Regions from separate parts of the Mus musculus genome. Here regions 2, 3, 4, 5 and 6 are each linked to region 1. Evidence: chromatin contacts called from public HiCAR-type, HiChIP or PLAC-seq and promoter capture Hi-C data. All regions are on one chromosome and are shown on one strand. Each heading gives the region's core, a stretch centred on a gene start, on an enhancer-like site or on the middle of the called end of the contact. The rest is flanking DNA. Distances are from core to core; before and after follow the strand shown. Region 1 holds the start of Fbn1 (fibrillin 1). Region 2 holds the start of Gatm (glycine amidinotransferase (L-arginine:glycine amidinotransferase)). Region 3 holds the start of Spata5l1 (spermatogenesis associated 5-like 1). Region 4 holds the start of Bloc1s6 (biogenesis of lysosomal organelles complex-1, subunit 6, pallidin). Region 5 holds the start of Sqor (sulfide quinone oxidoreductase). Region 6 overlaps Sqor (sulfide quinone oxidoreductase).

Region 1 (3,682 bases), core at 733-3,232:
GGTTCAGAACAGCCTGATACACAGAGGTCAGACCAAAGTCCTCCCTAACCCCCAGAAACCTTGCTTCTGCCGACCATGGGACTATGGTTCCTCGGTTTGGACCCCTTTCCCACCTTTAGTAATATCCCTACCACCCCTTTGGATTTGTGGGGATCTTTGAAAAATAGCCATGTCAATGTCCACCACAGACTTTAAAAAACTGGGTCCTTGCCTATTTCTTTTTAAGTTCCTAGAACTTACTGTGTATCTATAGTTAAGAACTTTTGCTCTTTCTAAGTCGCCATGGTGCCTTAAAAGGGTTCAATGATACTTTATCAGGGAAGCCTCCTCTATTGGCCCTAGCCTATGTCTAGTCATGGTCACATACATCATCTAAGCAGTGCCCCGTGTTTGTTGGCATGTAACATATGAGCTACTATTTGTTTCAAGCTTGCCTTCCCTGTCGATCACCTGCTGTGCAAAGGGACTGAAACTCCTGGCTTACTTGCAAGTGATTCTGATTCATCCGTGGGCCAGGTGGCACAAGTGTTCAATAGCTACTTCTTCAATGAATGGTTCTTTATTTGACGACATTTGGAGTATATGTGCTCACTTGTGCGCATGCGTATGCCGAGTACGTTGGTCAGAGGACACATTCAGGAGTCTTTCCTTCCTTCTGCCAGGTAGTTCCTGGTGCTAGAACGCACGTTACCAGGCTTGGTGCTTTATTTGCTCAGAGCCATCTCCTGGCCCTCGAATGAATACCTCTTTTCTCACCTGAAGATGTAGGACGGAATCTCCAGTTCATGGATCTGTTAAGAGGATTTTTTTTTGAAAGTAAGACCTCAATTAAACTAGATAATATATTTAAATAATTATGAATTTAAATCAGTGTTTAAGTCTTCCTATTCAGGTATCGAAGCAGTGCAGTGAGTCCATTATCATGAGGCGTGGTCCATTTTGAAAAGAAGATGGAGTTGATAACATGCCTCGATCTCTATAATCTCATATCCGGGCACAAGATGTTGAAAACAAGAAAAATCCGGGTCAACAAGATGCGTGCATTCTTAGGGTAACTGTGTGGAAAGTGACAGTTGGTGACTGGAGTCCCTGGTCCCTGCGGTCGAGCCCGATGTGGATTTCAGACACCCCCACCCCACCCCAATCCCATGCATGTGTGTGTATGTGCTCTCTGTATAGTGTGTACACATGTGAAAATAGGGTTATTTTAGGAAACCCCATTCCTAACTGAGAGTTGGGCGGGAGGATTGTCTGAAACCCAAATCACAGGCCCCCACATCACAGACTGAGACTTTCGCAGCCTCTTCATTTAGCCTAGGTGAGTAGCTTGACCTGAGCCTCGGGAGAATTGCTCCTCCAGCGGGCTCCTGACACTGGCATGCCCCTTTCGCCGCCGCTAACCTGTTGGCTGGCTCAGTGGTGGTGGCCTCACCACAAGCCCTGCCTGAGCCTCGGAGCCTACAATTTCTCCTCCCAGCCAGACAGCAGAAGACTGGGCTGAGAAGCGAGGGCCACTGCCACAGAGCCCCTTTCCAGCCAGGGCCTCCTGGGCCTCGTTGGCCAAGGTGTCCAGCATGCGTTCTCCGCGCAGGTGGCCCAGCTCTCCGTGCTTCTGATCGCGGGAATCTCGGGTCTGGACCTCTCAGCCGCAGGCAGATCGGTCTAAACCGCTACTCCACCTCTTCCCATTCCCTCTCTTCCCCACCCTGGGACGGAATATCCCAGGCCAGGCAGGACTGGATCACCTCCGCCTCCTCCCAGGGCACTGATCCTGCGAATGAGGGAGGCCCGGGTCCGGGCGGTGGCTGGCAGAGGGGAGTGGAAAGGGAGGATAGATGGGGCCGGGGGTGGGGTGGTGATGGGGGGAGGTGGGGAGGGTGTCATTTTCTTTTTCTTTCTTTCTTTTTTTTAAAAAAGTATTTCTCTCGCGAGAAACCGCTGCGCGGACGATACTTGAAGAGGTGGGAAAGGAGGGGGCCGCAGAGTTGGGGCAGAGACTGTGGGTGCCACAGGCGGCCACAGCTGGGACAGCTGCGGAGCAGAGCAGCCACCGCCGCCTGAGAGTCCGAGCCGCTAGTCCAGTGGGTCTCATGGGGTCCCGCCAGGGTCGGGCGGCAGGCGGGTGGCTGGAGGGCCGTTTGCGCGGCATCCAGGGCAGGAGGCCGGGCAGGGTGAGGGGATGTCTCGAGCATCTGCAGCTGGCCCTCTCTGCCTGACAGCTGCAAGATCCGGGACTGCAGTGCCCTGCTCCACGTCGGATGCAGGGGACTGGCGGGGTTGGCCATGACCCGGTATGTGGGCGGAGAGGACCCTTTTTGGAGAGCTGGGGCGTCAGCCGTCACCGCGCGCAATCAGTGCCATTAAGACCGTGTAGGCAGTCCGCTCGCGGGACGCCTGGGCTCCCTAGGGACACGGTACTTGGCGCCGCGAGGCCACAGGGTCCGCGGATGCCAGTCGCCGGGTTCTGGCTCTGCAGCTAGTTGGGATCGAGTGGTCCTCGTTCCTCCGAGTAACTGCGCCACGCGCAGGCGGCGCGCGGTCTGGGCTCGGCACCGGGGACTGCGAGCTTTCAGCATCCCGGAGCCCTGAGTGTCTCACCTCCCCGCCTTGGGGACTTGTCTGTGTTGCAGGACAGGCAGGGACTACCCGAAGTGGGAGCAGTCCCTGGAGAAGAAAGCTGTAGGACCCAGGCCGGGGACCTCTCTGCATCAGGACAGCCGGACAGTGAGACAGCGGGACCCCGGAGACTCGGGCCGCTGGAAGGCGCGGCGGCGGCGGCGGCGGCGGCGGCGGAGCGAGTGGCGGCCGGCGGCACCATGCGGCGAGGAGGGCTGCTGGAGGTCGCGCTGGCGTTCGCCCTGCTCCTCGAGTCCTACACGAGCCATGGGGCGGACGCCAATTTGGAGGCTGGGAGCCTGAAGGAGACCAGAGCCAATCGGGCCAAGAGAAGAGGCGGCGGAGGACACGATGCGCTGAAAGGGTAAGGGAAGCTCCCAGCTGCTTCGGTGTGCCTCCCCTCGCCCTTCTTGGGACTTTAAGATCCACAGCAACTGACAGGGCAGGTTCTGGCCCGTAGAGGACCCTGGGTGAGATCCCCGGGAGACAGCCTGGAAGTGCCAAAGTTACTCGGTCATCAACTCTTGTTCAGATAACTCGCCTTGTTCCTGGCCCAGAGGAGAAGTCCTGGCTGGAGGGAATCCTGGGCCATTGTTGAAGCAGATTTGGGGAGGCGAGAATGGTTCCTTGTGGAAGAAGGGGAGGAGCTGAAACCCAGAGAAAGGGAGAAGCCCACTGCTTCTGCTGCTTACCAATTCCAGTTGCAGGGAGAAGTGCTTTTCCCGTGTGGGCATCAGCTATTTGGGAGGCATCGCTGAAAGGGAAGAATCCAGAGACTGAGATGAGATGCGTGGTCAGGAGATGGTCCTTCCTTTAAGTCATTCTCATGAAAACCAGAGCTGTACACTCGCGTTCAGACACCTACCCTGGAAGTTTGTAAGGCAGAGGGTTTTGAACACTAGTGTCCGGCCTGCGTGAGCTCTGCATGCAGCTGTGGCTGGCTCTAAATGGGTGTTCATGCGGTATCTTCTTGGAAAGCCCTGTACTATCAGCTTCCCATGCCCTAGTGTTGCAGCTGGGATGACTTAAATCGGTCAGGTTGGCTGTCTAAGGCTTGGCAGTTTCC
Region 2 (3,682 bases), core at 386-2,885, 2.9 Mb after region 1:
ACAAAGTCTAGGGGGGGTGGTTTAATTTGCTTCGATAACAGTAGGGCTGGTGTGTGGGGCTTGCTCTCTCCTCTGCTCCTCTCCTGGATTACAAGAGATGAGGGTGTCAGTCTGGCTGTAAGCATTTCCCATTGTCTAAAGCTAAATTGCCCCCTAATTTTTGTCAGATACTTTTAGATCTTGCACTTTCAAAATAAAAATAATGTCTTCAATGAGGGTCATGAGGTGTTTATAGATCTCTGACAAAACTGGAAACCAAGCAAAGTGAAAGTCTTCTTATGTGTACTTACCAGCCATTGTTTGAAACAAAGTATCAGACAGACCAAGCCCTCCTGGAACTTACAAAGTTGACTGAACCACTATGCTGGCTCTTACAAGGTTTGTGGTGAGGTTTGTTTTGGCTGGTTTGGTTGGTTCGGTTGTTTGGCTGCTTTTAAATACAAGGTGAGTGAGAGCACTCTTCTACTAAGCTATATCCTGAACCTTAACCATCTTTTTAAATCCCTTCACTGAGAAGGGTACATCTCTGGTCACCCTAAGTACACCCAAAGACATAGTCCCCAGAGTTGATTGAGTTCATCTATTGGGTAAAAGTTTTAAGTTTTGAGAAATTCTTCAGATTCCCCGAAGCCCTCACTAGCAGAAGGAGCGAGCCTTTGATAGAAAGGTCCAGGGTTGTGCTTCCAAGCCACACAGCATTTTAAGAACAGAGCTAAGATAGGAACCTAGACTCACTGGCTCCCTTCACCATATCAGGACCTTGAGACCTCTTTGTTGAGTATTACCTCGTAATCATACGACTCTTAAGAGTTGCCTAGACTTTACCGGCACCGTTTATTTTGGTCTCTGGTTAGCTCGTGGACCAGGGACTATCAATGTCACCGTTCTCAGTTTCTAGAAAACACAACACAGAGAAGCCGGCAGGGGGGTGGGGGGTGCTCATCATACAAGCCTATAATCGCGGGATCCAGGAGAATGGAGGGCCGGAAGCCAGACTGGACGACACAGCCAGGCAAGAAGTACTCAAATCTGCCCCTTCTGCTAGGAAGTGATGTGTCTATTTGAGTTCTCTAGTTTTAGTTCTACAAATCCAGTTAAGGGAACTACTTTGTAATCAAGCACCCAAGTCATATTGAAAGAAACCTTTTAAGATGTGCCTCAGAAGCAGAAGCTAACTGTAGCTCCCCCACTCCTTATTACTTTTGACTTATTATTATCTGCCTGTTTTCATAACTGAGTTTCTCAAAGCAGGAGCACCTAGCCAAAGACCACCAGTGTTCTAAAGACCACCACCACATAGGCTCAGGTCGACAAACTTGGAAGCTAACTCGGGGCCGTTCCACTCAGTGGCCCATGGACTAAGACTGGCCTTGGGGTTTACACATTCAGGTTGAAAAATGGACTTCCAACAAGAGAGACTAAGGAACCATCATCCCTGCTAGGCATTGGGTAGCCTCTTCATGGGTCTTCGCCGCCGCTGACCTGAGCCAGTACGGGAGGCACGAGCTAAAAAAAAAAAAAAAAAAGGGCCAGCCCCGGGACGTGACCCACGGACGCCGAGGCCACCTGTTCCTGGCAGCCAATGGGCCAGGCCCTGGGCGCGGCTACAAAAGCAGCGCGCGCGGCCGCAGGCTGGGAGCTGGCGCGAGCTTGGCGACTAGGACCTTGTGCACGCGGAGCAGCAGAGACGGGGCGATGCTACGGGTGCGGTGTCTGCGCGGAGGCAGCCGAGGTGCCGAGGCGGTGCACTACATCGGCTCTCGGGTGAGTCCCTACGCTGCCTCGGGACCTCTGCGGGATGCAGGATGGGGACCCAGAGGGAGACTGGACACCCCGGTAACAGGGTGGCGTGGTCTGTGTTCCGTAGCCCGTGAGGGCGTTTTCTGGGAAGATGCATGTGAGGGCATGGACGGAGCCTACAGGCCGGCTCCAGCTGAAACTCTGGGATCCCTGGGCTTTACCGGGGAAGTTGGAATGAGTCCATCCTGTCCCCCACCTGCTGCTCTGCCAGGCCCTCTGCTTCCTTGGGATATCCGAGCCCATGCCTGCAGACCCTCCCTTGCTCCTTGACAGGAATAGCTCTGGCAGATGAGTTCTGCCAGCAGCTGGTTCTTGAACAGCTGTCATTTGCTCTCTTGCTTTGGGTCTCCACCCAAGAGTCCCTCTAGCTCCCTTCTTAGAGGACTTTTAACAGCCTGATAGAGTTTGGGGGCGGGATGAGGTTTGCCAGGGGGAGTGGGTAAGGGAATCTTCCTGCGCTAGGTTATACAGGCCTGTCTTAAAAAGAAGAAAGAAAGAAAGAGAGAAAGAAAGAAAGAAAGAAAGAAAGAAAGAAAGAAAGAAAGAAAGAAAGAAAGAAAGAAAGAAAGAAAGGAAGGAAGGAAGGAAGGAAGGAAGGAAGGAAGGAAGGAAGGAAGGAAGGAAGGAAGGAAGAAAGAAAGAAGGTTTTTAATATGCTTAGATCTCTTTTTAAGTTTACATTCTGTGCCTGCCTGGGTTAATCCTTATGGTACACATGACAGTCATCTCTGACTTGAAATGAAAAAAAAAAGTGATTAAAAAAAAGGTTGGGGTTGCTTATTCTGAAAGATAAGGTCTTTTCAGATCCCATGTTATTTACAGTAAAAAGAACTCCGTTTTGGTAACCTTCCAAACTGAAAAAGCAAGACTTCCTCCTTCAGTTGGACATTGCCGGTACTTACTGGGCACTTCCTTGAGGAAGAGGATGGCCTATCTTCTAAGAAAGTTTCTGAAAATTAGTTTGCAAAAACTTTGAGATAGATATGGGAAACATGTTGCTGGGAACCAGATCTTTCTGGGAGTTCTAAAAGATTACAGCATATGACAAAAACAAAATCAGTCTATCATCAACAAAAAGTTATGTGGGTTTTTTTTTTAATCACCCAAAACCCCTCTACTAGTCAACATCTTAGGGTCTCCTCAAGTACATATCTGTGTTATCCTGAGTCTCACACTTTAACCATACCTTGTTTGTGTGTGTGTGTGTGTTTGTTTGCTTTTAAGCTTGGAGGATCCTTAACAGGATGGGTGCAGCGAACTTTCCAGAGCACCCAGGCAGCTACAGCTTCCTCCCGAAATTCCTGTGCAGCTGAAGACAAGGCCACCCATCCTCTGCCCAAGGACTGCCCTGTCTCCTCTTACAACGAATGGGACCCTTTAGAGGAAGTGATAGTGGGCAGAGCTGAAAATGCCTGTGTGCCACCATTCACAGTGGAGGTGAAGGTAAGCCAGGGCTACCATGGGTCTGGGAGCCAGTCCTCAGCAGGTCCTCAGCGTCTGCAGCCTGCGTTCCACTGTACCTCTCCTCTGCAACTGCCTTCACTCCTCTGGGGCAGGGGAGTGATTTTTAAGGTATTTTGCTTGATAGCTCCAGTATTTGGTATTTACCTTTTTCTTCCCTCTGGAAACCTCCCTGGGAGTTTAGGAGAACTTTGGATAATCCTCCATATTGTCACTTTTTGCCCAGTATCCATAGCCATCTTCACAGCTTCTGGTCCCTCCTTCACTCAAGTCCAGACCACTTCCCTTCTTGCCATCCAATCTAGATCTACACTAGGAACTCCACAAGATATTGCCACAGGACCTCTCACTTGGCACAGCTAGAATTTCAGTTGCCAGACACCTCTAAGCCAAAGCCTTCTTTTCTTCCTTTTAATGTCTG
Region 3 (3,682 bases), core at 449-2,948, 2.9 Mb after region 1:
AATGAAAACTCTGTATTTCACTGAAGAAGTCTTCGTTGTTTTTTAAGAACACACCAAGTTCTGACAATCTGGGATCAAATAGCAGACTAGATAATCTAGGTCCTTGTTCTTTGGAAGCAGGGCCCTTTAATAGATGGTTCAAGGAAGAAATCCATTCAGGTCCTCCAAAGTCTTAAGAGAATCCTACCACAAATTTTAATTATTATTTAATTACTAATAATTGCTTAGAAATTAAAAAAAAATCACTTGAGTACCAAAGACGCTAAAAAAGCCAGCCCTGACAACGTAGAACAGGAAGCTGGTATCCTGACATTTGAATACATTTAAGGGCTTATGCCTGTTTTTATTCACCTTCCCTGCCTTCTCTTACTGTGACTAAGTTCTCATTCCAAAGGCTATTTCAGTTTAATATGCATGCATCAGGATTAGTTACTTCAACAAAGCAAATGACCATCCTGCTTCCCAGAACGATTTGAACCCAGGTTCTAGCTTGCATGTGACAAGTGATCTACAACTCCTGCCTGACCCAACATTCCAAAAAGGCGAGCTTTCAGGAACTTTACCTCTCTGTCAAACCTGCCCGGCCTGCGAAGCGCTGGGTCTAACTCGTCTGGCCGGTTGGTGGCTCCCACAACCACAAACTCCCTGTCCCTGTGGATGCCGTCCAGCAGCGTCAACACCTGGGCCACCACTCGGCTCTCGGGAGCTCGGTGCGGGCCGCCTCTCCGGGGACACAGGGCATCCACTTCGTCCAGGAAGAGGAGGCTGGGTCCGCGGCTGGCCAGCTCCTGGGCTCGTTGGAAGATGCGCCGCACGTTCTCCTCGGTCTCCCCGGGCCGGGAGCCCTGCAACGCCGGGGCGCTCACCGCCAGCAGCTCGGCGCCAGTCTCGCGCGCCACGGCCCGCACTAACTGGGTCTTGCCCACTCCCGGGGGGCCCGCCAGGAGCACCCCGCGGGGCACAGCCAGCCCCAGCGCGGCTAGGGCGAGCGGGTAGCGCAGCGGCAGGCGGAGCAGCTCCCGTAGGGAGTCGGCGGTCTCCGACAGACCCCCAAGGGTCACCTCCCCGGGAGGCTCGACCTGTGGCGGAGGCTTGTCACTGAGCGTGATGCGGGTATGCGGTGTGACCCACCCGCCGGGCTCTGGGTCCGGTGTCCCGCCCATCACGTGCAGAGCTGCGACAGGGCCGGGGACACCCGGCGGGGTGGTCACCACGTGTCCCCGAGACACAGGCCGGTTGCGCAGCAGCTCGTGCACTACCTCCAGCACCGCGGCGGAACTCGGGGCTCCCGCCTGGGGCCGCAGCACCGGCCACACCTCTAGGCGCCGCAGGGGCGGACAGGGCACGGGTTGCAAGCAGTCCATACCTATCCTCCCCGTGGCCACCCGGGCCCCGGGGCTAGCGCACTGCGGGTCCAGCTGCACAAAGCCATCCACCCTGTCGCGCCGCGGCCAGGCCGTGCAGAGGCAGCAGCCGCCGGCGGGCAACGAGATCCTCAGCGGCGAGCCCAGGCGCGCACCCAAGCTGCGGAAGGCGGCCGGCCCCAGGCGGCAGCGCTGGGTGTCCCGGTCCCGGGGATCCACCGGCAGCAGCTTCAAAAGTTGTCCGTCGGGGAAGGGCCCCGAGTCCGGAGCCATGACTCGGGGAACCACGCCGGGGAAAGCCCGGCAGCAATCCACCCGGCTGCCGGATGCAGGCGGCGCGCATGCGCCAAGAAGGAACAAGCCTCTGATTGACGGTCGAAAGGACTTCTGGGAAAGTGAGAAAAGCCTGGCTCTCCATAAACATCAGACGCCCGGTAGTCGGTCCAAGAGCCTCAATGAAAAGGTCTCCGCTGGCATCTGACAGACATACGGCTGCTCCATTAGGCCATAAGAGTTTTCATTTTGTGAAGTAAAAAGATTTCTTAAGGAAAAAAAGAAAACCCAAACTGCTGACAAGGTGTAACGTGCTTACAGATATAAACAAGGTGTAAATAAAATACCCGCCAAATTAATCATGATACTCGCATCTTATGAAAGATCTTTTATCCTCGTTCCAAAGACTTGGAGCGTCTAGAAATGGGAAAGAAGACATTAATAATAAGACATAATAACCATCTTCAATATGTAAAGGGATGTGTGTGAAAGCTAGCGTGCGTGTGGATAGCTGTGGTAAAGAACTGACCAGGAAACGGAAGTTTAATAGGGTGATCTTAAGAGGTTTTTCTCTGCATATTTTGACCATGGTCGCATGAAAGGTACAGCTGAGAGTCATAACTGATGCCCACTGAGGCAATTAGAGTGAACTTAACCTTTCAGATTTCAGCACTGATTTAAAACAGGGGTAGAGGCTAAGTTAGTGGGGATATGGTGTGGAGGACAGTACATGTTTTTTCGTGTTGCATAAAGAGGCTGATCCCGTTCAGGGCCAAACTATAAAGTTCTCTGACCTTGGCCAAGAAATATACAGCATCCCCACTAAAACAGCCACTCCCCTCCTTGTGTCACAAATATCAGGAAGGGATTGTGTTTCTGGGCCCTCAACTCATTCACACATTCTCAGTAAAACTATAGATTATCTTTCCCAGGCAGCCTTAACCCATCCTGCTCCTCTGAGTCAGACCATTTTCATTGTATTGTTTCAGTCATCCATACATCTGAATTCATCATACTTACAATCTTGCAGGAAACCATTCTAAGCTTGCTGTGATGGTTCATACCTATATCACAACATTTGGGAGACTAAATAAGGATTAGAACAATTTATAGTTCTACCTGGGCTACTTAGTGAGGTCTAGGCAAGCCTAAACTACAGAATGGAGAAAGGTATCGAAAGAAAGAAAGAAAGAAAGAAAGAAAGAGAGAGAGAGAGAGAGAGAGAGAGAGAGAGAGAGAGAGAGAAAGAAAGAAAGAAAGAAAGAAAGAAAGAAAGAAAGAAAGAAAGAAAGAAAGAAAGAAAGAAAGAAAGAAAGAAAGAAAGAAAGAAAGAAAGAAAGAAAAAGAAAACCTTGAAAAGAAAAACATAATAACAGTTCTGTGGTCCTTTTGTTGGTTACAGGACTCCAAATTTGGCAATTTTATGAGCACTATTTAAAGCAACAAACGTGTGCACCACTAGAGGGAGTCCAGAACCAACAAATGAAGGCCGAGGGCCCTTGGCGGACCGGACATTTGCAACCGAAGCTTCCGCTAGATTTTCCTCAGGGTTCACACAGTATGTATTTTTTTTTTTTTTTTTTTTAGTATGTATTCTTATAATATTGTCAAGCTATTCTAACAAAGTACCACACGCTATTCAGGTTATAATAAGCAATAGCAAATTATATTTTTCCATTAAAAAATAGTGTGTATGATGAGAGAGAGAGATTATGTAGGTGCACATGAAGTCCAGAGGCATTGGATCCCGTGGAGCTACAGTTATAGATGTTTGTAAATCACTCCATGTGGGTGTTGGGAGCTAAACTCAGTTTCTCGGACTCTTAACTCTTAACTCTCCAGCCCCTTTACAGATTTTATTTATCTCATTTTATGTGTATGTGCTTTGCCTTCATGTACATAATTGCATGACTTGCATTCAGAGCTTTACTTCTTACAGTTTTGGAAGCTTAGAAAACGAAGATGTAGATGCTGGCTGACTCAGGACAAGTGAGGGCTACTTCCTACTTCATGTGCTTTTGCACTCTCTCCTTAGATAGTGGGAG
Region 4 (3,682 bases), core at 539-3,038, 2.8 Mb after region 1:
ATGGAGTCAGTCTGCAGTTTTCTCACGTAATCGGCCAGAAACTGCCTTTACCCAGCCATGCACATCAGCTTTTCATCACGCTGTTCTGAAGGTCTTCCATTCATTTGTCTGTTTTAAGACAAAGTCTATCACAGGTATCTTTCTTCAGCAATGTATATGGATCTACATAGTTCATCAACACTGCTGTGGTCTTCCTAATCCTTGCACGCTCCTATTTCTATGGGAGACATTCTTAGAAAACAGTGTGGAACAGAACATGTGACCATCTTTGAAACTGCAAAAACCCTCTAAAAAATGGCCCCAACTTAGACTGCAGCCACCACTTTCATATGGATACAAATCTGAAAGGAGCCGAGGGGGTGCAACATTGTTAAACAGAATGAGAAACTGCAAGGATGAACAGCAAGGCCATGCACAGAAAGCAACAGTGAGCTATTAATATATGCCGTGAGTCAGCCTGTGAGGGTCCCTGAGTGCCAATTCTATGGAAAATTCAGTAAGTGGCAAGAAGCCATTTTAGGATTCTAAGGATTCATGCCTGGAGCTTGTGTTGGGGCAGTAAAGTTACAACAATGGACACACCATGCTGTGAGAATGAGAGACTAGCGGTGGTAGCTTTACACTGCTGAGGGGAGATAGATGCTAATGCCCTGCGGAATCCTCTACATGAAACAGAGGGAACTGAATCCAAGAGTGCAAATTCAGTTTCATGGGAGAGTAAGCTCACACCATTATCAAGAAGATCAGACAGCTGAGGCTAGGGATCTAGCTCTGTAGTAGAGCACTTGTTTAACATGAAATAAGTCCTGAGTTGAACCTGCAGCTAGCACCTATCCCTATCTCTGCCCTACTCTCTGACATCTGCTTTTATTTATATGCATACCACCCATTCGTTATGTGCAGAAAGAGAGAAAGAGGGGGAGAAGGGAGGGGAAGGGAGAAAGAGAGAGGCCCAGGTTCCAAGTAGGTACTACAGAGTATTACTAATGTGACTGAACAAGTCATGAAAGGGATATGTCATTAAAGAAAAGCACTGCCAGGAAATGCTGGGTTATTTGTAGCTTCCTATTTCTGAAACGCAGAGATTATTTTTAGAAGCTCCATCTAGCTTCTCTCATATGAACCAATGCTCACAGAAAATGATTTGAGTGGTGTTTTCAATCTCACAAAAACGATGGTATAAACAGTGCCCATCTGCCTATATAGCAAATTAACTGCTTCGTCCAACGGACGCCTTCGGGCATCAATGCTTAAATTTCTTCTGGAAATGTGCGGACGGCTGCTGGAGTCTCGGATGAAGTAATGTCACCTAGGAGGTCAGAGTATTTCATGAGTAGACACTATTGTACAGTTTCCTAAAAATCTACCTTCTCTCTGGCAGACTGATCGCCAACCACTAACCCTGTGACAAACAGTTGAAAAGCAACACAAACGCAAACCTTTAACACAAACCGCACCCAACAGTGCGTTTCCTCGCGGGACCAGGGTTGCCTGGCCAGGATGCTCTAGGCAGGAGGGTCGCCTGCGCTGGAGTCCCACCCACTCGAACCCGGCCCCTGTGGGCAGTCGCCCCGCAAAACAGCCGTACCCGGCGTGGGCTCGCCGGCCTCCAGGCTGTCGGAAGGCCCCGTAAGGACCCCGTCTGGAGGCGGTGGCTCAGGAACACTCATATCCCCGCACTGGGCGCTGCGTGAGGCGAGTGCTGTGGAGAAGTCACAGGCAAAGAAACCTAACGCGTTCCAGAGTCCATCCGGACGAAAGCCGCCGAGGCACACGGAAGTGACGAAAGCGGAAAACCTCGCTTTCCGACGCAGAACGTTACTGCAAGTCCGGAACGCCCGCCCCCCCCCGCCCCCCCCGTGTCAGCGCCCTAGGCGCAGCCGTGCGCGTGCGGGTTCGGTTTCACAGAGGGTGGCCGGCGGAACCCGGAAGAGAGGTTAGAGGACCGGATGTCGCCATAACCGTGTGAATGTCCCCAGTGTTGTGTCCAGTTTATAACTCGGGCCGCTAAGTGAGTCAATACGAACTCTGAGCTTGAGCGTTGCTGAGGATCTCTTCCAGTGCTTGGAAATGACGTAAAGGCTTTCTTGGAGCATCATTTGGACAAATTAAGTCAAATTACCAAAAGCACATGCTGGGCTCCTGTAAGATGATATCATGAGTTCTAAAGGAAAGTATGTAGACTTGGACAGACTCAGCTCCACAGCAAATGTAAGGATTCTCGACCCTTTTGTAAACTCTGACCTCTAGTAGCATCTCTAGTTGCTCCTCAGGTTACCTGTTCAGTTTTCCATATTGTAGCCAAAGCTATCTCAAAAAAAAAAAAAAAAACTAATATAAATAAACAAATAATGCCATGCCCCTGGAATGCACTGGCTCCCTATTGTCACCATCTTATGTTCAGTTTCACTTTAGCCACTTTTCAAGGGTAACTTCTCAACTCTCCACGGTAGAATGTCCACAGACTAATCCTTGAGACTTCTAAATATATTAGAGGGCATGGCAACGAATAAAAGCTACTAGTTAACATAACCTTAAAATAGGAAGGGTACTCCAAGGACCCAAGGTAACAGTCTGTAAAACTGATGGGGTGGGGCTGTCTGAAAAAAGATTTGATTACAAAGGATGATTAAACAAACACTGATGGGTTTGAAGACAGAGGAAGGGAGTCATTATTCTGGATGGTGGGTGACCTCCAGAAAAATTGGTAACCAATTCCTCCCCTAAAGCTTTTGTAATGGAACTCAACCCTGTGAGGTTGCTGAACTATAGAATGTGTAATAATTAGTGTTGTCATACAAATAGGAAAACAATTTATTACTCTTCAAACATCTTGTGCAATCTGGGCATTGTACGCTGTCCATTGTGCTTGTTCCTGTTTCAAACTAGAGTATCTTTTTCAAAGGCCTATTCATCTTTTAAGTGCTCTAGGATAATATCTTTTTTATTGTTTTGTTTCACAAGGTGAGGTGTCCTGTAGCCTAATCTGGCCTTAGACTCAATATGTAATTAGGGATGGCCTTGAATTCTTGGTCCTCCAGCAGACACGAGCCAGCACACTCAAACACACCTTTACTGTGGACACCATTCATTATCTCATTATTTCCTCCCTTTCATTCAGCAGTCACAGTGAAGACATTTCACAACAACAAACATCCTCCTGCCATTTAGCACTGAGCTCCTCCTTGCATTCATTATTTTATGTTTTCTTCTTTTGAATTAAAAATGACAAATAGAAACTCTTATGCATAGAGTACCAAAATAATTCTCGATAAATTTGCTAATTGGTGAACTATTGATGCCCTAGCCCTAATTCCAAACTGTATATTCCAAAGTCTGAGTTATACAACATGGTAAACATGATGAAACACCTGGCACCCTTGCTTGGTTATAAGTTTCATGTACTAATGGTGTTGTGGTGCCCTTTGGAATAGAGCCATATCCTATGAGTTTTCATTGGCTCCTTCTATCTCTTGGCCAGTACTAAGTACATTTCATTAAATTTTAAATACTGGTTATTTAAATTTAATGGATGAAATAAACTGTTATGTCCTACCTTGTCTTTATGATTTGTTTTGCTATAAGGAGAATTCTTGTTAGGAATTTTATTATTTTTAACATTTTAACTTACTGTAACAAAATCACCTAAATAAACAAGGAGTTTGTACCACATTCATCTTGC
Region 5 (3,682 bases), core at 731-3,230, 2.7 Mb after region 1:
TAAATTACCCACTGTTCTCCTATTTACCAATTCTCTAGAGTCAAAGTATTTGTGACAGTGAGGGATGCAGGGAGGGGAGGGAGAAAGAGAAAGAGAAGGAGAGAGAGAGGGGGAGAGAAAAAGAGAGAGAGAGGGAGGGAGATGTGCATCTAGGAATGCTTCCTCATGGGTTCTGTCTCCATTCTTTACAAGACATTTCCTACATTACAACACATCTTATTAACAAGCCTACGCATGGGCAAAAGAAACCTCTGGAATCCTACTTTCCTATCAAGACAGTTTGTCTTCTATGGCGAGGCACCAGACCCACAACAGACCCAAGGGCCCTCCCCAGTATTCACATCCCCAAGTTGGATTTATGGATTTGCTCTGATGGATTCAAAAGAAGCAATTAGTTTTAAACAGCCATTTCCCAAGCTTCCAGCTGTCTCCTAGATGCCTTCACAAGCAACCACCTCCATGTCATCCAGCAGACCTTTTATGTACCAGATTTAGGGATGTAAAGGCCAGTATCAGACAAGGTTGGGGGGGGGGGGCGTTTTACCTACCGCATCCCTCTGCATCAAGTTCAGTAGGGATGCTTTTCACCTGTGAGAAGGCATTAGGCTTGGGGGAGGAGTGCCGGGCTTTTCTCATTCTCTTCCTTAGGAAAAGCAGATGCCCAAAGAAGCTGGGGATAGAGGACATAGTGGTAGTTCAAGAAAGTGTTAAACCCAAGAAGCTAAGTTGCCTAACAAGTAATCAACACCCTTTCTGCTAACAGGGTATCTATCTAAATTGAGGTCCATTCATCTGAATGAAAGAAAAAAAAAATCTTCACCTTCCACTGATGTCTACTTGAAATTTAACATTCTCTTCAAGGACTGTGTAGGCAGCTGGCCACAGCAATATTAGCAGTATTTATGATGTTTTAGAAATGTGTTTACAGGTAGTGCCTATATCTTGAATTCTATATTCTGAGCTATTCAAAATTATAATAGTTATTTGCTTTTTAAATTTATATGGCATTCTTTTAAATACTTTAGTGGCTGTTTTCTTTCATCATAGCCTGCCTTAAATTTTATGTTTTTAAAAGTCTCTTGAGAGATAGATGGCTCAGTGGTTAAGAGCTCTTACGGAGGGCTTACTTCCAGAGGAATTGAGTTCAGTTCCCAGCACCCAGATGAAAGCTTATAACCCCAGTTCCAGGGCATTAGGCATACATGCAAACGAACTAACTATACACATGAAATAAAATAATAAAGTTTAAAGCAAAAAGGGAAATCTTCTAAGAAAGAGTCCTTAGTTTTCCCCCAAACTCAGAACTGTCAGAGGTAGCTGCAGGTTTTAAAAAAAAAAAAAAAGGATCAGAAAGCTGTGTTTACAGAGGAGAGGTTTACAGCCTGTGCAAACTCTCTGACTCAGCTTCAGTCTGTGAGCCCTAGAAGCTGGGGTGGCTCTCGGAGAAGTAAGTAAAAGTAAGGTGAAAAGTTTCACCAAAGAGCCTTTTCTCCCTTGTACTAATTGCCAATCAGCCTGGCCTGTGCTTCTCCGCTGACCACCTCCCACCCCCAGCGCCCTGGGTACCTCCCCAGATCAATGCCAGTCTCAACCCACCCGGCAGGCAGGGCAAGGTGCTGAGTGACAGACAACAAGTGGAACTAACGTTTCTGAAATTCCCACGCACCGAGACCACACGTCCAAGCTGTGTGGGTGGAGAGGGTGCCAGGGCCATCCTCTCTGCATCGCTGAGGCTGGGCCACTAAGGAGAAAGCATTGAAGTCCACCGAGTCCCAGACCAAAGGGGAGTCTGTCAGGGGTTGGAAAAGAAGAAGGGCGGCCGGGAGCGCGGAGACAGAACCGAGGTGGGCGACAGCGAGCGGCTATAGGAGGGTAACAGCGTCGTGGGGTGCGTCTTACCGGGCTGAGCGACACCGTGGGCCCCAGCGCTGGCGCAGCAGAAACTACTGTGGCGCTGGAGCGCTGGCCTCGCATAGCCCCGCCTGGCCGCCGGGGCGGGGAGGCAAAGGCCAGGGGCGGGGACAGCCACCACCCCCACACCCCCAACCTCCGGAGGAGGAAAGGCCGCCAGGGCGCTACCCAACAACAAACCCGGAGGGGAATGCGCACCTTGGAGCAGGCACGGACACCGGAGGCATGGGTGGTATGGGTGATCCTTGCTCCCCATGTCCTGCGACTGTCCCCACGCAGCCTAGACGCTTTTCTTACGCCTGGGGTGCAGACAAGGCCACCTCTACTCAGAACCGCGCGGCACCTTCCCCTGGAACCTGCTGGCTCCTAGGAGTTGTTCTTTTGGTGCCTGACAAGTCACTGTTCTGCCCCTTCTAAGGACTGACTGTTTGAAGGCACAAGCCAGAGACCGCGGCTTCATGTGTTAAAACAAATACAGTTCCTAAAAGTTGCTAAGGCCTCAACTTAAAAAAAAAAAAAAAAAAAAAAAACCTCAAAGAACACGCAAATGCCACCAACTTTTTTTTTAAGCATAACTAAGTTTCTTTCGCACTTGTTTGATTATATGCATTTTAATAGTTTTTGAGTCACTTCTTTCAAACTGTCTTCACTCTGAAGGATCTATAGAAAAATTGCTTGGTCGCAAACAGGGACTACGGGTTTGATGGTAAGCCTGGTGGCACTTGCTGGCACCTGCACCTGCAACACTGCCTCCCTAGTAATTTTCCGTGACTTTGTGCAGCAACAGGTAAGTCTGGTAAAGAACTTGGAAACAAAACCAAATGTGATCTGTATTTACTGATAAAGCTATTGCTGGAAACAGCGTATTAAGACTATGTAAAAATAATCCTTAATGTCTGCCATACTCTAAACTAAAACTGAATTTATTTTATCAATAAAATGTTTCACATACTTGAGAGTTGAGGCAAGGGGCGGGGCACCAGAAAAAAATGTTCAGGCCTCAGGACAGTTAATTGTTGTATAGTACTGAACATAACCCTGATTTCCACCCTCTAAGTGCCAACAATTGTAGCCCAAAGTTTTGACAAAAGCAAAACTCTACACACATATTTCCAAAGCAATTCGTACTATTCTTCATCTCTCCTTCCTCTCCATCCTCATTAAGAAGTCCTGGTTCCTGTGAATGAATCAAGGGCAGTCTGTTTGCAGGGTGTTTGGAGGTCTATGGCTGGAGAATCGAGTTGGAAGCCGTGTCCTGAATAGTTCCCACACGCTGGGGCATCTATGTATCGTTCTATTACCCCACTGAAGTCCCTTCTTTCCATCAGTGTCTTGCCCATCAGACATTAAGACTGAGAAGTTACTCCATTGGCATTCCCCTTTTTCTTTCTATAATATTTTATTTACTTATTTAGTGTGCATGTGTGCACGTGTACATGTGTGTCATGAGGCACAGGTGGAAGTTAGAGGTCAACTTCCCAAAGTCAATTCTGTCCTCCAACAGATGGATCCCAGACCATCGGGCTTAGAACCAGGCAGGCATCTTTACCTGCTGACCCATCTCGCCAGCCCAGTCATTCTTTCCTCAGATGGTTATTCTCCATCTTGTCCGCTGAATGTCAAGTGAGCCCTGTGGCTGCTACTGTCTGGACCTACACTTGATTCCCATCCATATGAGGTTTCCAGAGTAGTGAGTGTGCAGACAGGGAGATGGGAAACTAAGAGAAATATTAAAGGATGGCAAGAAAGCTTGGGGGGGAGCATGGTGGGG
Region 6 (3,682 bases), core at 429-2,928, 2.7 Mb after region 1:
GATCAGCAGGCCTCTCCCTGCTGATACAGCAGCCAGGCCTGCCTCGCTGAGTGGATCTCTTGGAGATCTGGGGATTCCTCAGTGTCTTTGTAATGGGGTTCATTGTCTTGAGGATTATAAATTCATTTCATCTCTGAAGAATGAGAGCCCCAGTAGATGTCTGACCATGTATCATTTGTGAGTTCTAAGGCTCAGAAACTTGGGGAAACTTTAGAGCGTTGTTGTGAAGTTAAGGAAGAAGTTGGGGAATCTGGTAGGGTTCTTCTAGGACCTCACTGAGCATAGCACTGCCCAGGCTGATGGCATCAGAAATCGGTACATAACATCTCTCCGGAGATATCTGGTGGGTTTTAATCCATCCTCCCACTCTGAGTCTTTTGGAATTATGATTCTTGTCACCCACTTAGCAATTTTCACCACAGATGGGAGCCTTTAAGTTCAAGTTTTAATTTTGTAGCAGGTCCCTCGAGAGCCTTCTTCAGACTGCATAAATTAATCAGTGTTCTTTAGCAAACAGGATTCAATTTACCAAATCCTTCTATTCTTAGTATCGTGTCTCCTGTCACAGACACCAGAATAAAAGTGGACTTGTGGGCACTGCTATGACCTAGACTGTCTCTCTGACGCCCTTGCCTTGGGAGTCTGTGTTCTAGACCACAAGCCTTATTTCTTCTCTGAACTCCAGTGTTTTCCTTCCTACCCCCGTATTCTAGCCACACTGGCTCATTTCCTCCAATACTCCCTCACTGCCCCCAAGGCATTTGCATGTAGCTCCTACCTCTAACCCTAATTAATGCCTACTAATTCTTTAACTAAGAAAGAACTCCTTTAGGCAAACCTTCCTCGACCTAACAAGCCTGACTGGTTCTTGTCATGCTGTGACTTAATAATTTCTGGTGTTATTACCTAAAACCCTTATCTTTCCCATCAGACTGCGTTCCTGGAGGAGATAAACTCTCTCGTTGTTAAGTTCAGTCTTCAGACTAGCATCTAGGACATAGAAGGTGGGTAGTAAATACTTGTAAGGAAGGCACGTCTCGGTTTCTTCATTTGTGAAATGGGAACGGTACCTGCCTTGGTGAGCTGCTTTGAGCACTCAATGAGCGGAAACCTGTAAAGCACTTAGAGCTGTCTTTTGCAGGTGCAAGCTCAGGAAGTGTTGTTACTGTTTTCTAAAGAACATTAAAAGGGGAAATGTGGCCTGCGTGTTCAGTATGAGCCAGCACAGCTTAGTAGCTGGCTGAGGGTGGGTTTGTCATCTTTGAACCTTTTGTTGGCACGCTTCTCTTTCTAAATTGCTATGTGACAGTTATTTAGTTGGTGAGCCTGGAGTGTTGCAAGGGTTTGGCTGCTGATTTACTAGGCTCTTAGCATCAGGATCTCTCTCCCTGTCCCCACCCCGACCTCGTTTACGAAATGGGAATCTTTGTCCATATTAAGCCTTCTGGCAAGGTCTCTGTCGTTCTCTGGAATTGCTCAAAAGGCAAGTCTACAAGCTTTGCTATTCCTTCGGGTTTGGGTCAGCAGACTTAGAACTTTGTTCAAAAGGCTTGAACCTTTTGGGGTTTTGGGGGGATCAGGCCAGGGGTTGTTTTGTTTTGCTTTGCTTTGTTGATGTTGTTGTTGTGTTCTTTCTAGCAGGGCTTCATTCTTTCATTAACCTCCCTCCCATAAGCTTGTCGGTGCCCAGTCCTTACAAATAATCGATATTACACTTTGATAAAACCACCAAGGTATGTGTACTGGCTAGTTTTGTGTCAACTTGACACAGCTGGAGTTATCACAGAGAAAGGAGCTTCAGTTGAGGAAATGCCTCCATGAGATCCAGCTGTAAGGCATTTTCTCAATTAGTGATCAAGGGGGAAAGGCCCCTTGTGAGTGGGACCATCTCTGGGCCGGCAGTCTTGGGTTCTATAAGAGAGCAGGCTGAGCAAGCCAGGTGAGGCAAGCCAGTAAAGAACATCCCTCCATGACCTCTGCATCAGCTCCTGATCCCTGACCTGCTTGAGTTCCAATCCTGACTTCCTTTGGTGATGAACAGCAGTAGGGAAGTGTAAGCCAAATAAACCCTTTCCTCCCCAACTGCTTCTTGGTCATGATGTTTGTGCAGGAATAGAAACCCTGACTAAGACAGTATGTGTGGAGCAAAGTATCATTCCTTTACAGAATGCCTGTGTTTCCCCTTTAGGACATCACCACAGATCCCAGGCCCTCTAATGGTTGGCTTCCCTACAGAACCAAGACATTCAAGGTATCGACTGTCTGGATGGCACAGAGTACAGATCAGGACTGATTTTATTATCTGTCTACTTGCATAAAACTCTATTTTTCCACAAGCAGCTAAAAGTGTTTGTAGATTCACTCATCCAGCAAGCATTGCTGAGGTCCTTGCTAGTTCTAGGACTGCAAGAAGAAAATGGAACCTTCATCCTCTGGGGGTGACCTGTGATGTAAGGGAAGGTCTGGCTTTTGTACAACAAGCTCACTGAGGAGGGGCCTGTGGCAAGGGTGAGTTCCCTGACGAACTGATTGGCAGCTGCAGTTCTGGGCTCAGCAGCAGATAGAAAACATGAAATTGCAGCTTGATACTGAGCCTGTGGTCTCACCATTGTACTTCAGTGGATCCGTCAAAAACCTTGTGGGTCTCATGTAGAAGGTTACCTCTAACTAGTGCTAAGCACTTCTGAACCTCTCCTCTGGCAGCATTGGTTCCCTTAGTGCTGGGACAAACCTTAGTCACATGACTCTCCTAATTGTCTGGAAGGTTGCCTGGACTGTGACTTGAGTAGATATTTCCCAAAACTCGCCTCCTATGGAAAGCCAGATATCAGTTAGAAATGCTAGCTTACTTCAAAGGAAAGGGAAAACGCAGCTGCTATTTCAATACATAGAAATAACATTTGTTCAACAAAAATTCAGTCTGGAGATGCTGTACTAATCAATGAGGTCCACCGTATCACACAGTGAATGTTCAAAACCACTTAATCCTTCCACCTATTCCATATACTATACACTGCCGTGTCATGCAGCTTTTAACACACAGCTGTAAACACAAACATGGGCATCTGTGCCAGCTTCCATTCTGAGGGTGTGCAGCTTGGAAATGGCGATGCCGCCCCCAGATAACAAGAAAGCCCAGCAGCCCCAATGGTTACCTCCTTGCCACTGTCTGTGCGGATACAGTTCTCGTCTGGGTTAAGTTCCGCCACTCTATCTTGAATCCACTGCACTCCGGATGGAATCACACTCAGTGTGGAACGGACTGACAAGGACAACTCTTTGGCACCCGCGCCCACTAGTGTCCAGATTGGCTGGTAGAAGTGCCTCTGAGAAACAAAATAGTAAGGGATCTTGTTTCCATATGAGCCATATCCAAAGCATTTTAGTTGAAGTTATTTCAGCTAGATTCACAATCATTCCTTCCTGACCCTTAGAGCACTGCATAGGGAAGTCAGCAGAGGGTTAATCCCCAACTCTTCTGTCTTCTACTACCATAACTCTGGAAGATTGTTACCAACCAAGAATAATTCCAAGACCAACAAAACAAAATGATGAGCTGTCTTTAATGACTACTGAATTTGCCACAATTATTTATTGCTAAAAGCTGACTTGATGTTTATTATGTATTGTTAGATAGGTAGGTAGGTAGGTAGGTAGGTAGGTAGGTAGGTAGGTAGGTAGA

Evidence for each region. Promoter capture Hi-C pulls out the DNA fragments that hold promoters and counts their contacts. HiCAR-type assays count read pairs that join an accessible place to other places. HiChIP or PLAC-seq counts read pairs in DNA pulled down with a chosen protein or histone mark.
Region 2: a contact with region 1 is called in a promoter capture Hi-C map of liver, with 4 times the contacts expected there. The contact joins the promoter of Gatm here to the promoter of Fbn1 in region 1. A contact is called at or near these places in 8 of 39 promoter capture datasets (the HPC-7 cell line, cranial neural crest, embryonic stem cells and 4 more) and 1 of 115 datasets of contacts at active chromatin or transcription factors (stem cell-derived neural progenitor cells).
Region 3: a contact with region 1 is called in an H3K4me3 HiChIP or PLAC-seq map of embryonic forebrain, with 15 times the contacts expected there. The contact joins the promoter of Spata5l1 here to the promoter of Fbn1 in region 1. A contact is called at or near these places in 3 of 39 promoter capture datasets (hippocampal neurons and liver) and 2 of 115 datasets of contacts at active chromatin or transcription factors (astrocytes and embryonic forebrain).
Region 4: a contact with region 1 is called in a promoter capture Hi-C map of stem cell-derived epiblast-like cells, with 4 times the contacts expected there. The contact joins the promoter of Bloc1s6 here to the promoter of Fbn1 in region 1. A contact is called at or near these places in 3 of 39 promoter capture datasets (hippocampal neurons, liver and stem cell-derived epiblast-like cells) and 1 of 115 datasets of contacts at active chromatin or transcription factors (astrocytes).
Region 5: a contact with region 1 is called in a HiCAR-type map of astrocytes, with 9 times the contacts expected there. The contact joins the promoter of Sqor here to the promoter of Fbn1 in region 1. A contact is called at or near these places in 6 of 39 promoter capture datasets (the 3T3-L1 cell line, embryonic stem cells, hippocampal neurons and 2 more) and 2 of 115 datasets of contacts at active chromatin or transcription factors (astrocytes and embryonic forebrain).
Region 6: a promoter capture Hi-C map of liver shows a contact between it and region 1, with 2.9 times the contacts expected there. The contact joins the enhancer-like site here to the promoter of Fbn1 in region 1. A contact is called at or near these places in 8 of 39 promoter capture datasets (the 3T3-L1 cell line, 3T3-L1-derived adipocytes, the HPC-7 cell line and 4 more).

The regions. Positions count from the first base shown.
Region 1 is chr2:125,504,738-125,508,419 of GRCm38.p6, reverse strand. Fbn1 (fibrillin 1) reads left to right here and starts at 1,982. Exons shown (of 66, transcript NM_007993.2): 1 at 1,982-2,081; 2 at 2,631-2,980. The coding sequence starts at 2,817.
Region 2 is chr2:122,609,230-122,612,911 of GRCm38.p6, reverse strand. Gatm (glycine amidinotransferase (L-arginine:glycine amidinotransferase)) reads left to right here and starts at 1,635. Exons shown (of 9, transcript NM_025961.5): 1 at 1,635-1,764; 2 at 3,025-3,243. The coding sequence starts at 1,696.
Region 3 is chr2:122,628,641-122,632,322 of GRCm38.p6, reverse strand. Spata5l1 (spermatogenesis associated 5-like 1) reads right to left here and starts at 1,698. Exons shown (of 3, transcript NM_001033256.4): 1 at 564-1,698. The coding sequence starts at 1,637.
Region 4 is chr2:122,736,611-122,740,292 of GRCm38.p6, reverse strand. Bloc1s6 (biogenesis of lysosomal organelles complex-1, subunit 6, pallidin) reads right to left here and starts at 1,788. Exons shown (of 5, transcript NM_019788.3): 1 at 1,589-1,788. The coding sequence starts at 1,670. Bloc1s6os (biogenesis of lysosomal organelles complex-1, subunit 6, pallidin, opposite strand) reads left to right here and starts at 1,931. Exons shown (of 2, transcript NR_156706.1): 1 at 1,931-2,211.
Region 5 is chr2:122,763,657-122,767,338 of GRCm38.p6, reverse strand. It overlaps Sqor (sulfide quinone oxidoreductase), which reads right to left and starts at 1,980. Exons shown (of 10, transcript NM_001162503.1): 1 at 1,900-1,980.
Region 6 is chr2:122,787,102-122,790,783 of GRCm38.p6, reverse strand. Sqor (sulfide quinone oxidoreductase) reads right to left here. Exons shown (of 10, transcript NM_001162503.1): 3 at 3,156-3,326. Among named protein-coding and RNA genes, the nearest start is that of Sqor, 24 kb to the right of the region's middle. Within about 2 kb of position 1,678, at least 27 of the 459 cell types and tissues checked have an H3K27ac peak or open chromatin away from gene starts, as enhancers often do. A contact at or near this core is called in liver, where this site is marked.